Linked DNA regions of Mus musculus: regions 1, 3 and 4 are each linked to region 2. Evidence: chromatin contacts called from public HiChIP or PLAC-seq and promoter capture Hi-C data. All regions are on one chromosome and are shown on one strand. The core of a region is the stretch at or near the end of the contact, and the rest is flanking DNA. Distances in the headings are between cores, read along the strand shown.

Evidence for each region. Promoter capture Hi-C pulls out the DNA fragments that hold promoters and counts their contacts. HiChIP or PLAC-seq counts read pairs in DNA pulled down with a chosen protein or histone mark.
Region 1: a promoter capture Hi-C map of pre-B cells shows a contact between it and region 2, with 2.6 times the contacts expected there. The contact joins the promoter of BC048403 here to the promoter of Helb in region 2. A contact is called at or near these places in 3 of 39 promoter capture datasets (liver, neutrophils and pre-B cells) and 1 of 9 other capture datasets (liver).
Region 3: a contact with region 2 is called in a FOXA1 HiChIP or PLAC-seq map of pancreatic cancer cells. The contact joins the promoter of Gns here to the promoter of Helb in region 2. A contact is called at or near these places in 4 of 39 promoter capture datasets (the 3T3-L1 cell line, the C10 cell line, hippocampal neurons and 1 more), 1 of 115 datasets of contacts at active chromatin or transcription factors (pancreatic cancer cells) and 1 of 9 other capture datasets (adipose tissue).
Region 4: a contact with region 2 is called in a promoter capture Hi-C map of the C10 cell line, with 4 times the contacts expected there. The contact joins the promoter of Rassf3 here to the promoter of Helb in region 2. A contact is called at or near these places in 2 of 39 promoter capture datasets (the C10 cell line and the SN4741 cell line).

Annotation. Positions count from the first base shown.
Region 1 is chr10:121,738,269-121,741,625 of GRCm38.p6, forward strand. BC048403 (cDNA sequence BC048403) reads left to right here and starts at 1,662. Exons shown (of 3, transcript NM_173022.3): 1 at 1,662-1,942. The coding sequence starts at 1,708.
Region 2 is chr10:120,111,479-120,114,995 of GRCm38.p6, forward strand. It overlaps Helb (helicase (DNA) B), which reads right to left and starts at 1,487. Exons shown (of 13, transcript NM_080446.2): 1 at 1,207-1,487. The coding sequence starts at 1,384.
Region 3 is chr10:121,362,956-121,366,388 of GRCm38.p6, forward strand. It overlaps Gns (glucosamine (N-acetyl)-6-sulfatase), which reads left to right and starts at 2,135. Exons shown (of 14, transcript NM_029364.4): 1 at 2,135-2,403. The coding sequence starts at 2,236. Gm51786 (a long non-coding RNA gene) reads left to right here. Exons shown (of 3, transcript XR_003948972.1): 3 at 1-312.
Region 4 is chr10:121,474,473-121,477,842 of GRCm38.p6, forward strand. It overlaps Rassf3 (Ras association (RalGDS/AF-6) domain family member 3), which reads right to left and starts at 1,778. Exons shown (of 5, transcript NM_138956.3): 1 at 1,531-1,778. The coding sequence starts at 1,638.

The DNA.
Region 1 (3,357 bases), core at 412-2,911, 1.6 Mb after region 2:
AAAGAAAAAGGGAGGGGAAAATTAAGAAAGACACCTGAAACAATAATATCCGGTCTCTACATGAAAGCACATACTGAGTATGTGCACTCAAACACACAGGCACACACTCATGTGAACACATGCCCCTACAACACACACACACACACACACACACACACACACACACACACACACACATTCCTGCTTGTTCCAGCCCCACTCACTCTGGCCCAAAGATTTATTTATTTATTATATGTAAGTACACTGTAGCTGTCTTCACACACACCAGAAGAGGGCGTCTGATCTCATTACAGATGGTTGTGAGCCACCATGTGGTTGCCGGGATTTGAACTCAGGACCTCCAGAAGAACAGTCAGTGCTCTTAACTGCTGAGCCATCTCTCCAGCCCACATAACAATATTTGAAACTTATTTTGGGTCTGGGTATCATTGACACACAGTAGGCAGAGGCCTCGGACTATTCAAGACCAACTCTCTCTACACAGACCCTTCAGCAGAAAGAAGTTTCACTTCATAAGGAGTATAGTAGTTAGCCTGCATTCTTTTGAATGGTTCAATTGGGTATAAAAATTGCATTTCATATTTCTCTTGAGACTAGTATGTACATAGCCTTTCAAACACGTGTTTTTGTGTGAGTATACCTGCGTGCTCATGTGGAAGTCAGGGGATAACGTGCAGGACTCAGCACTCCTCATGTAGGTTTCTAGCATCTGACTCAGAGCCTCAGGCAGGGCAGCGAGTGCCCCTACACAGTCATCTCAACAGGTCCATAACCTCTCGTTTTTACTGGTTAGAAAGAGATCTTGGCCCATTAAAACTTAAAACATTAGCCCTTTGTCTGGCATACCCTGTGACTATTTTTCCTAGGTTTGCATTATGTGAGAAGAAGGACTTTTAGGGACTGGGAAGAAAGCCAAAGGAAGATGAAGAGAGGAGTGTAAGAGAGAGAAGGAGAGATGGACATGGTCAAAGCATGATATATTCATGCGTGGAAATGTCCCAGTGAAACTCTCTAATTCGTACAATTTATACGTGAAATATTTCAAAGCACACTTGTGAGCTGAGATGGTTTAGTGTTCTTAAATGTCGTATGAACGTGTGAAGAAACTGCATGACAAAATGCACCGATTTCATGGGAAGTCATTCCTGACTCTGAGAACCCCCGCAAGGAAGCTTCATGGAGTTGGAGATGGATGGGCAACTCTGAAGAGAGTTGTAGCTCTGGAAGCTGACCGACTCATGCAGATCTGACTTAGCCAGGTATGTTAACTGATGGCGTGTGTCGGTTTGAAAACTAGGCGACTAGCTATGAACTCCTGTCTGGCTTCCATCTGACAACCTTGGTGGTGTAAGGGCTGATAAGGCTTCTGGCTCTGATGGACACGCAAGAGCTGACGTCAAGCCCGTGTGACGTCATCCGCGCTAAGGCGCTGGCCTCCAGGGGCCTCCGGAGGGCAGGAGACGTCCCGGGGCTGGAGGTGGCTCCGCTGCAGGTCTCTGGCTCTGGAAGCTCAGGTTCCTAGGCTTGGTAGCCACCTCCACCTTTCACCTCCGCCACGCCCTCTGCGAGCCCCGGGAGCATCCCGCCGCCAGCCGGCTCGCCCGCCCCGCCGCGGGCACGCGCACGCACGCAGCTGCGCACGCGCGTCCCCCTCAGAACCCGGAAGTGCGAGCGGAGCCACGTGGGTGGAGCTGGCGCGCAGGTCGCATGGGGGAGTCTATCCCGCTAGCCGCCCCGGTGCCGGTGGAACAGGCGGTGCTGGAGACGTTCTTCTCTCACCTGGGTATCTTCTCTTACGACAAGGCCAAGGACAATGTGGAGAAGGAACGAGAGGCCAACAAGAGCGCGGGGGGCAGCTGGCTGTCGCTGCTGGCGGCCTTGGCGCACCTGGCCGCGGCTGAGAAGGTCTATCACAGCCTCACCTACCTGGGGCAGAAACTAGGTACCTCCGCCCCGCCCCTGCCCCTGAGGAGGAAGGAAAGGGGGTGCGCTGCCTGGTCTGCTTGGCTTGGGTGCCTCGTCACTCCCAGCGGCAGGCTCCACTCTGCCCAGGTCTCCTCCCACCGGTGCCCCTTCTTCCCTAGTGTGCCGCAAGCTCCGCCCACCGGCCTGTGCCATCGCTGCCTAGGTGGACTGGGAGGATGCTCTTCCCTGGGCATGCTCCAAACCCCGTGGGTTTACGGTTTTGCACCGTGCATGGACTGGTTTCATAAATGACAAGTTAACCAAGTTCTGTGTCCCCGTTCTAACTCACTAGTTAGACCTCACTGCGGTCTGAGGAGCAAAAGCAGGCGATGGAAGCTAGGTGTGTTAATAAATGCTATTTTGTCTGGCCTCTTATACAGAGGGGCGTCCTGTCCCCTCTTCAGATCCTGGCCAGGAAGGGCAGGAATTATGCAAAACCTTAACTGGAGAAGCGTTAAGGGACAGGATAGTGAACACTGCTAGTCCTCATGTAAATTTTAACCCTCAAAATAAGATGCAGGACTACCACTACAAGAAACAGTCGGCTTCATAAAAGCCAAGGGCTGTGCATTCAAAGTATTACCTTTAATAATAATGACAAATGATAGCTGACTACCAAAAAATTGGAATAGGCAGTTGTAATACTTAGGTTTCTTCTTGACCCTTTAGTTATTACAAGTTGGAGGGCCTTTCGTGAGTGAAGGATACACATCTCTGGCATCAAAGAGAGTGAGAGTGTACGTTACATATAGAGTTGATCCCCTTCTATTGCCAGGTAGCTCGCTGAATACTGAACGTTTGGTAAACACTCTGGGCAAAGGACTTTCTGAGATGATAAGGCCTGTAGCTTTTCAAATGATTGTTACTTAGTTATTGGTAAAAAGTGGCCAGAGATTTTACTCTGTTTTTCTCTAATGGGCCCAAAGGTGCAATTGCTATTACAGGGTTACTGTCCTGTTTTCTACAGTGTAGTGAGTTGGGTATGCATTTTATGGGAGGTGGTGGGTCTCAAACCTGAACACACCTGCCTTGAATAACCAGATTGAGTGTGTGTGTGTGTGTGTGTGTGTGTGTGTATATATATATATATACATATATATGTATATATATCCTTTATTCAAAGCATGTACAAATATTATTTATATGATGACTATTCATGTATGCATTTGATATATATCATATATATGATACATTCTAGCAGTAATATCGAAGGTGGATAATATTCTGGCAGTTTGAGATGTTTTAGGCTTCCTCCCTATAAAAACAATGATTGACCCAGGTACCATGATTCTTAACTTTATTGTTGTTTGAGCCCATCCATAGGATTATCCTCCCCATATGTATGTATGTATGTATGTACCAGATATATAGAATGAGAAAGAGCAACTGGGT
Region 2 (3,517 bases), core at 237-2,736:
AGTATCAGCCTTTATGTAGGTCTTAAAGAATTTTCCATGGTGCCTCCCTCTGCATGAAGTTACTCAGAGGTACATGCTGCTCCTGGCCAGTTCCTACAGTTACCACAGAGCTCAGCTCAGCGGACTTCTTTAGCAAAGCCGTGTCTGCATCTCATGAATGTCACTTCTCCAAGTGCTGTCTGGTACTAAGTACTAAGTTGGGGTTACTTCTCTGATTAAAGAATGTCTGCCTAGGTGCTATAGACATGATGGCTCAGCCAAGAGCACTGGCTGCTCTGCCAGAGGTCCTGAATTCAATTCCCAGCAACCACATGGTGGTTCGCAATCATCTATAATGGGATCTGATGCCCTCTTCTGGTATGCAGGTATAGATGCAGATAGAGCACTCATGTACACAAAATAAATAAATCTCAAAAAAAAAAAAAAACCAAAATGGCTGCTTAATTCACAAGTAGTATTTCCACTGAGACAGCAACTTCGCCATTTTCTCTCCCTGGCCTGTCCCAGTAGCAAATGCTTGGCCAGGATAGCCAGTTACACTTCCATCAACATGTAATCCTTTCTATTTAATTTCAAACACAGCCAAAGTTGTGTTTAAATTGCCAATGGTCAGTTGCCACACATGGTCCTGGTCAGCAGCTATTACTGTACTAGACCATGAAAATACAATGTGTGTGTGTGTGTGTGTGTGTATGAACATGTATGTGTGAATGTGTGGGCATGTATATGTATGTGTAAGTGTATGTGTGTAAATGTGTATGAGTGTGTTTATGTATGTGTGTATGTATATGTGTAAATCTGTGTGTATGTGAGTGTGTGTGTGTGTGTGTGTGTGGCCGTGTGTTTCCGCGCGCTTGCTCTTTTTCTCAAAGTTGCTTAACAGCAACTCCGTCTCTTATTCAGCCAGCGTGGTACAATAATTAAAGGATTCTGTTTCTGGGTGGGAATGAGGGTGCATCTATTTCCTCGACTGTAAAACTACCCCCAACTGTTAACTTTAAGCGAGACGATATATGAAAAAACCAAGCTTAACACAGTATGTGCTCTGAGTCATTACGACTATTACTACCACATCTAAGTACGGTGAAGCAGCCAGTCACACCACAGGTCTGTCTGTCAACAGTCAAGGACGCTGGGTGCCGGGCAGTGAGAATCGAAAATACTTCTTTGACCCCTGCCAACCCGGCCCGGCTGGCGCTGGCTCACCTCGCGCGCGCCCAGGGAGGCTGCCCGCCTTGATGCCCCCGCTGCAGAGTTCCTCGGCATCCACAAACTCCTCCTCCTGCTCCCCCTCCTCCTCCTGCGCACAATCCTCCTCCTCGTCGTCGCTCTTGTACGGGTGCAGAGGGCCCAGGAGCTCGCGCAGACGATCCTGCCTAGCCATTATCTCTTCGGCGAACTTGGCTCAAAACAACTCTACAAAACCTGGCGCGCGGTGTCCAAAACTGCAACCAATCAACTCGACCCGGGTAAGCCGGTCAGCTTCCGGGAACATCCAGGAGGCGGGCGGTATGGGGGCGTGGTCTGAGCGATGCTCCGCCCCAAAGGAGGAGACTGGTGACAGGCGGGACCAGCAGGCTGGGAGGTACCACGGCGGGCTGGCTGCTGACAGTTTCAGAACTGCTCTTTTTAGAGGTGCTGGGCGTTTCCTGCGGAGAAGGAGACGTGGTGAAAGGTCACGACTCTTGGGCGCAGAGAACCCCGGGAAAGCAGGGCATCCTCTGCCCGCTCTCTTAAAAAGAACACAGCAGAGGCCTCTAAAGACCTTGGGGCACTACCCAAAAGAGTGAATCTCCAATCCGGAGAGCGTGGTGGCGACGGCTAGGTGCCTCCTTACACGTAAAAGCGCCGCGGAGAAGTTGAATTTACATCATGTAGGGAGGGCATTTATCCAAGTAGATAACTAGGTCCCTTTGTATATATCCTCTGCATTGGGAGTTAAAGTTGTGATGTACTTTCTCATTTTTAATGCATGACCTGGGTTGTCCATTTTTATGCTTTTCCCGCTTTGGAAACCACTGGCTTTCTTTCCCGTTTATATACTACTCTCCTCGACTTCTTTTTGTTTTGTTTTGTTTTGTTTTGTTTTGTTTTGTTTTGTTTTGTTGTTTTTTCGAGATAGGGTTTCTCTGTGTAGCCCTGGCTGACCTGGAACACACTCTAGGTCCACCGCCCTAGTTCCTGTTTTCAGTAAAGCAAAAGGTGGGGACTTGTAGCCCAGAGAATATGCAGACTTGAGATAGAAAAAAAAAGAACAGCCGGGCTTGGTGGCGCATGCCTTTAATCCCAGCACTAGGGAGGCAGAGGCAGGCAGATTTCTGAGTTCGAGGCCAGCCTGGTCTACAAAGTGAGTTCCAGGACAGCCAGGGCTATACAGAGAAACCCTGTCTCGAAAGAAAAAAAGAAGAAAAGAAAAAAAAAAGAACAAAAGCTGAATACTGCGGCCGCGGTTCTCTAGATGGATAGTGTTTAAAAGTCGCGGTGCCCTTTAAGGGGCGCTATAAAATACTATTTTACTTTAAGGTTATTGTTTATTATGTAATTATCCTAACGTTAATCCTAAAAACTATGTTTTTATTAAACCCCAAAGCTGTGTTGCTGGTTTCTAATAAAGGCATTTGTCATACCCAAATGTCACGTGCATAGGATCAACCATAACGAATACGCACAGGCATCTTTCTTTTAGATTCCTTTTTTTTTCATGTGCGTGAGGTTTTTTTTTTTTTTTTTTTTTTTTGCTAGCATATGTGTCTGTGCACTCTGCATACCCAAAGCAAAACTTCCAGGCTGTATACTTAGTTGTCACGTGGGTGCTGGGAATGGACCTATCTCTGGAAGAGCAGTTAGAGCCATCTCTCTATCCCTCTCTATAGCATTTTCCCTAGTATCTGAGGAGGTCAGAAATCACCCCCCCCACAGATGTAGAGGGACTGTGGTATAATGTGTTTTGAGAAAAACTGAACTAATCTTCCCCTAAGGTATATTGGTAAATATTCCTGGGAGGAAAACTTTGTTTCCAAGGCTCTGCTACACAGTTTGAATTACTACCAGTAACCAACTGGAGACAATTGTCTTACTTAGTTGCCTATTTAACATATCAATGCTACCTGGCTGCCAGGTTCTCCCTGCATCCCTTAGCCCCAGCCAGTTACAGGATAAGGCTAGCACACCCCTCCCCTTGTCTTGAACGTCTCCAGCCCATGAGCTTTGCTTCCCTTCCCTGTATAATTCCGCCTTTTGTTTACCCTGTGCTCTCCATTGGCCACTTGGCCTGGGCCACCTTGGTGGGCCGCTCCTCTCTTGCTCGTTCTTCTCCCCCCACCACCGGCCTCTCAAGGTCCCGTTTAGTCTGCAGGCCATGTTCAGCCTGTACTCTTGTTCTGCCAGCTTCCCCGTATATCTACAATACAAATCTCCTCCTCACTTTAGGAGTAGCCACCTCCTTCTCCTTTTGCTTCTTATTCATTCACTTCCTTCACACGTGGTTATTGTTACAATACAGGCGCCAGCAGAGGAT
Region 3 (3,433 bases), core at 885-3,384, 1.3 Mb after region 2:
GAATGTGTTGCTCCCAGGCTCGATTTATGCAATCCTTGGACTTGAACATAGAGCTCCTGTCAGGCTAAGTAAGCACCCTCCCCCATTGAACTACGTCCTTATGGCCATCTGAGGAGCTGCCTGAATGATTTCCTTCTGTACGGCTACAACCGCAACCATAACGCTGAACAGGGTATTGAGAGCGAACATTCTTGTTACCATCCTCGAAAGCTAACATTTATGTAGCCTTTTACAGTGAAGTAGGTGGCTAGCTGTAAGTTTTTATGACTCTTTTTCTTTTCTTTTCTTTTTTTTAAATTTTTTTTTCGAGACAGGGTCTCTCTGTGTAGCCCTGGCTGTTCTTGAACTCACTCTGTAGCCCAGGCTGGCCTCAAACTCAGAAATCCTCCTGTCTCTGCCTCCCAAGTGCTGGGATTAAAGGCGTGCGCCACCACTGCCCAGCGAGACTCTTTTTCTTTAGACAGGTTCTTATAGCCTAAGCCCAGGTTAGCCTCAAACGTATAATCCTCTTTCTCCCAGTGTCCTAAGAGCTGGAATTGCGAGTATTTGCCATCATGGCTAGGGGAAAACTGTCTCTGATTTTTCTGCACGAGGCTGAGTTCCTTGGATCTTATTTTCTCAAAATTTAGACGTTTTGAAGCTATTATTTCATTTAAAAAATTATTTCTTCTTTTTCTAACTCCAGTCCTGTGAGTGGTGGACTACATTGTCGTGTCTCATAGGTCACAGAGATCCTATACATTTTTATTGTATATTATATTAATTGTACAATACTGTATGTTATTATAAACTATCTGCTTTATTTTTAGATGTAAAATAAAAAAAAGAAAAATACTTTTCGAAGGTTCTGTGTCCAGTTGTCTGACAGATGTCTCAGTGGTTAAGAGCACATGGTACTCTTGCAGAGGACCCATGTCAACTCCCAGGAACCCTCGTGGTGCCTCACAACCATTTGTAACTCCAGTCCCAAGGGTCAGACGCTCTCGTTGACTTCCCCAGGAACTAGGCAAGCATAGTACACATACATGCATGCAGACAGACACTCATGCACATAAATCTTTTAAAAAGAAATCGCAAAGGTGTGAGTCCAACACACAATCAACTGGCAAATGGCTGTACCTTCTTTTGTTCTGCATAGAACAGTGCTCACTTGGTATATCGTGCATTGACCTCGCAGGAATCCCTAACAGCAACTTAACTTTTTAGCTAACTTAAAATATTTTTTGAGGTTTCATTCAACAAAGGATGTGTTGCTACTGGTCGTGCACTTCTTTTCTTTTTTAAGATTTATTTATTTATTTATTTATTTATTTATTATAAGTACACTGTAGCTGTCCTCAGACACAGCAGAAGAGGGCATCGGATGTCATTACAGATGGTTGTGAGCCACCATGTGGTTGCTGGGATTTGAACTCAGGACCTCTGGAAGAGCAGCAGTTAGTACTCGTAACCACTGAGCCATGCACTTCTAAGTTTCCAAGAAGGCTTGCAAAAACTCACCAAGTAGGACTGGCCAAGATGCCAAGGCACCTGCCGCCAAGCCTGAGGGCCTGAGTTAGATCCCCTGCACTCACTCCACAGAAAGAAAGCACTGACGCCCGCAAGATGCCCTCCGACCTCCACACACGTGCCGCGGAAGGTGCGTGAGCACGCAAAACCCACAAAAATAAATGTAAATTAAAGTGTGATTAAAACTTGAAACGTTGACCAGAGCTCCTAGCGTCGTAAAGACGTTCCTAAATTGTTTGAAAGTACATGCCAGCCGAGGAAAGTGGAATAACAACAGCTGAGCCAAATGAGAACTTCACCTCGACAGGTGAAAAGTCAAAGGACACAGGCAGAGCTGTCCATTAACCCCAGGACTGGCCGGGACTTTAACCAGCAGCTGATCTTGTGTTCACAGCACGTGCGCTGCTTCACTCTGGAGGGAAGATGAGCGGACTGACTCCTGTCTTCATCTCCGGTGCTCTGTCCTTCCTCCTGCAGCATCAGGAGCAGGCCTAACCAGTGGCGAGGCCAGGCTCCGCGCGGTCCTAGCTCTGTCCAGCCCTGCCCAGCGCCCGGGCTCTCCGCCGCTCCCCAGGCCCCGCCCACGGCCGCCCGTCACGTGACGACGCGCCCCGCCCCCTGCCCCGCCTCACGTGATCTCGCCTAGGGAGAGAAAGCCTGACCCCGTCTCCTGCGCTCACCGGCGTCTCTCCGCAGCTCTCGGTTCCCCCGCGGAGCTTGGCCGCCATGCGGCTCCCTTCGGCAGCCGGGCCCCGGCCGGGCCGTCCCCGCCGCCTGCCGGCGCTGCTGCTGCTGCCGCTGCTGGGAGGCTGCCTGGGGCTCGTGGGGGCGGCTCGCAGGCCCAACGTGCTGCTGCTGCTCACCGACGACCAGGACGCGGAGCTCGGCGGCATGGTAACTCGTGTCCACGCCCTCCCCTTGCCCCTTTGCTGGGCCGCTTGGCCGTGGGTGGCTGTGCGCGGTCACTCCGGGCCCTCCGGGAGCTTGGACGAGTCATGGGACCCGGCTTCCTCCCCCGAGCTCACCCACAGGCTCGCACCGTGCGCACGGTGCCTCCAGCCTGGACCTTACTGCTGCAGTGGACACTCGCCGCTCAGGGCAAACCTGTGGAGGCCAGTGATTGATTAGGGAGATCCGAGGCCACGTCAGCCCTCTTCACGGAGGACCTGGGACGTCGGCATCCGTGCTTCTGTGGTGGCTATAAAAGTGGGTTTGTAGGCTGTCGAGCTGTTATTGACAGAGAGTGTTTTTGCTTAAGAAGCATCAAAACCAAAATCAATTGGCCTAATCGAACAGTTGGCTGAGGCATTACTGTCAGGGCTCCAATTTAGGTCTAATGGGTGTTAGTCATGAAGACTGCATTTCCTTCCCAGTCACTTCTGCTCTTTCGAGGTTCCGGAATTTGACCTTTGGGAACATGAACGCCAATCTCCATCCATTGGTGCTCTAGGGATTTGCCCAAAGCACTGAGCGGGAGGAGGCAGATTAGGACCAACCCTCCAATGGTATTCCGTCCTGGGTCAGCATTGCTCTCACTAAAAAGGAAAAAGAAACAAGTCGAGACTCTCTCCCTCTTTCGGTTCTCCTTCTGCTTTCAGCTGATTGCGGTAGCTGTGAAACCTCTAAGCAGGAGGGTCCTACTTTTTCCTGTGTGGTCATTAACCCTGGCTCAATGTCCTTCAAGTTGCTGGTCCCAGCTGATCAGTGAGTTGTGAAATGAGTCTAGTGAGCCAACATTTTGGTTTTCCACGTGTCACATGTGATAATGGTTAGCAGAGCCTGTGTATTTCTGGGCTGGGCAGTAACACTTTGCCTTCCGCGAACTGTCTTTTTCTAGATGGTGTTCTGTTACCAATCCCCTTGGCCCTTCTCTATATCTACATAGATCCCATTCATCGCCTTGTTGCTGTTGTGGTATCCCCTG
Region 4 (3,370 bases), core at 528-3,027, 1.4 Mb after region 2:
CTTCAACTACTAAAAAGCAGGAACAAGATTCTTGACTTCCAACCACAGCATTCTGGCTGGACCCCCGTGGAGGGGACTCCCACACCGGTAGAATTCAAGAACCCCCTGGTTTTCTGGAAATTACCAGGCACTTCTGGAATACAAGTCAAACTGGCTCAAGCTCTTTACAAGGCAAACGGGAGGGGAATATGTAAAGTGGTGAAGAACCCCAATGAGGGAAAAACTAGATGAGAAAGGGGGAAAAGGCCATTTCTTGTCTGCCCCACAGGAGGTAGGCCAGGCAGTGTGGGAGTGGGAGTCGTGGGTAATCTCTGACTTCCAAATTCCCCCATTAGCACATTCTACTGAAAATAAAAGGTCACCCTAGTAAACGGAGCAACCTGAAGTCTGAGGATAAAGGCATGCTACCACCCACCCTAGCTAGCCCTTCACTAGGGGACTAGTTGTTAGCAATAATGACCTCATCCTAGCCTTTCACCCTCCTCCTCCTCTTAGTTTGGAAATCTAATAGACCAAAAAGCCTAGAACTTCCAAATCTGATAAAGGAGTTTTACTTTAGAAAACAACGGCCTGTTAAACTTAAAAGGGTTGGCAAGGGCAGTCTGGGCAGAGATTTCTCTCCACCAAAATCCCCATCACTGGGCCTCTGAACGATTAGTTTCTCTTGTTTTTCATCTCCAGAGTTGACAGAAACCTCTGGTGTGCGTCTGTGGTGTTTTTAGGAGCAACAAGTTTGTTCCGTTAAAGCTCCTATATCTGACGAGAGCGTGGCCGAGCTGGCCAGGCTCCCTGGTGCGGCTTCCAGGGCCAGAAGGCCACCGGTTAAGCGCCGACCTTACAAGTCCGGCCAAAGTGCCCCATTTGGAAGACGCCCCTAAAAAAAAATAATAATAATCCCTGTCCCGATCTGTGAAACTGGCACAACTTCCCGTACTGTCTTTTCCCAAGCCACGCTTCCCACGGCACCCTTCCTCCAAAAAAGGAAGAAATCGGCGTAAGGCTCAGCCCTCTGGAGCTAAGTCTACCCAGGACGTCCGCAGGACCCGCAAACCGGACCTGATGAGACCCAGACTTTAGTGAGCACCGACGATCGCCCGGTCCCTTTACCCTGCAGCTTGCCCGCACCGGGGCTGCTCGGTCACTTTGGGCTATTGCGTGCCCTCAAGCCACTCAGGGCCATCGAGCAAACTGCAGCTAGAAGCAAACTGCAGCCAGGACGGCGCGGTGACCCGGCCGTCGCCCCGAAGGGCTGTCGGGGGAGCCATCCCGAGTGGCCCGGGGACCTCCCGGCTCTTTGGAGCTGCTCCCGCAGCCGGCGTCCCCCAAGCAGAGAGGCCCAGGCCATCTGGCTCCGCGCCCTTCCACCTCCTTCCTTCGCCTCGGGCGGCCCACGCCCACTGCACAGGCTCCCAGCACCTTTCAGGCGCCGAAAGGGCAAAGGCCACTCTCAGAGCCCCGCAGCCCTCGGGCGAGCATCGCCCAGCGCGGGCGCAGACACGTGGAGCCAAGACCCCCGAGCACGCCACTCACCGGCTGACCCGAACGGGACTTGCCCGGAGGCGCTCTCCTGAAGAAGGAGGTCCTGGCGGTGAAGAAAAAGTCCTCGTCCTCCTCGAGGCTGCTGTAGCCGCTGCTCATGCTGCTGGTCCGGTTGCGCGCAGGGGGCCTCCCCGGGGCGCAGGCGGCCAGGCCGGGGTGCGGCGCCCGCCCGCCCCGTGAGGTTCCCGGCGCGCGGCCCCGAGCCGCCGGCAAGCCGTCCTGCTGCAGCTGCAGCCGCCGCTCAAGCCGCCGTCTGGTCCCCTCCCGCAGGATCAGCCGCCCTCTCCGGGCGCCTCCCGGCTCTGGTGCGCCACGACCCCGCCCCCTCCTGGACCCAGCCCCCCACGCCTGGCAAGGCCCCACCCACCTCAAACCAGACCCCGCCCAGCCAAGACCCCGCCCCCAGCCCGTCAAGGACCCAGCACACGCCACGCCCCTGCTACCAAGGCCCCGCCCAGGCCCCGCCCCACGGGCCTCCGCTGCTGCGTCCTGCCCAGCTCCGCGCGCGCAGGTGGGGCCCCGCCCGCGGCCCTCAGCCACGCCCCTCCGTCCTAGCACCGGTGGACTGTTGGAGGAAGGTGGGTTCGAGCACCGCCCCTGCTGGAACAGTTCTCCCGAGGGCTTCCCCAACCTCCCGGAATCTGCAAACTCCTCAGTGATTTCCCGTCACTGGAGCCGAAGTTTTGGAGAGGGCGGCAATATAATGGAGAACTTTTCCCACTCTCCTTCGGGCTCGGCCTTGGTGGAAACGGTCTGGGTCGAGGGGGTCGAGCCACGCGTGCGGCTGGCCCCTCCCAAACCGTTATAAGTTAGCAGAGGTGGGTGGGGTAAGAGCGACTGGGTTGTGCTTATTTGAAAGAAAACATCCTCTCTGGTTCTTTTGAACTTCGGTGGTAAAGCTTTCCCGCCTCCCTGTGGCGAAGGCGTGTCCCAAATGTGGATGGCTAAAGCAGTTGAGAATTTGGGGGACAAATTTCATAATCACCGAACAATCCAGTACTTTTAATTTAAATGCACTTTGGAAATGTCGCCTCCCACAAGCAACCTTACATGGTCACCCCATGGGGGAGCAAGTAGATTAGACCACTCCGTTCTCACCCACACAACAAAAAACAAGGTTTCCCTTCGGGAATCTGCTAAATTTTTAAAATGCGACTTTTTTTTTTTTTTTTTTTTTTTGCTTAGGGTGACCTGGGGGGTCGTTTTCCCCTTGGCGTGATGGAGTTGACTTGAGTCCTACTAACTTGCTTGCAAGAGACCTTGATGGGAAAGAGGGTTTGAAGCTTTAAGGCTGCTATGATATGCAGGCCGTAGCAGAATTTTTGTTTTGTTTTTTAAGGAGTTTTTTAAAAGAGAAACTCGTCATTGCTTATGGCTAAGCCCTTTTCTCCTCTACTCCCCCAGTGCTGTGACTAAAACATAAAGGTAGCAGTCGCCTTCAGGCTGAGACCCGCTGCTTCTGTGGCGTTTTTGTGTACCCTTCCTGGAATCAGGACTGAGTGCCTAATCGTCACTTGAGAACGAGAAGGGGGGAAAGCCAGACCGGAGAGAAGTCTGGGACAAGGGAAAGAAATGGCTCCTGTGTAGTTCCTTCCTCCCTCGGGCAGAAAGAAGGCTGACTTATCTGCCTTCCTGCAGATTTATTCACGTGTTCAGCATGCAAACTGGCCTTTCACTCCAGGGAACTCACCCCCAGAGGGGCCTTAGAGTCACAGCCTATTTTAAAGCCCTTACTTGAAAGACTTCTTCCCAGGCACCACTCGACTATGGATGACTAGAAAGCAGAGTCTGGCTTTACTCTTCCTTTAGCCGGAAAGCCTTACTTTACAGG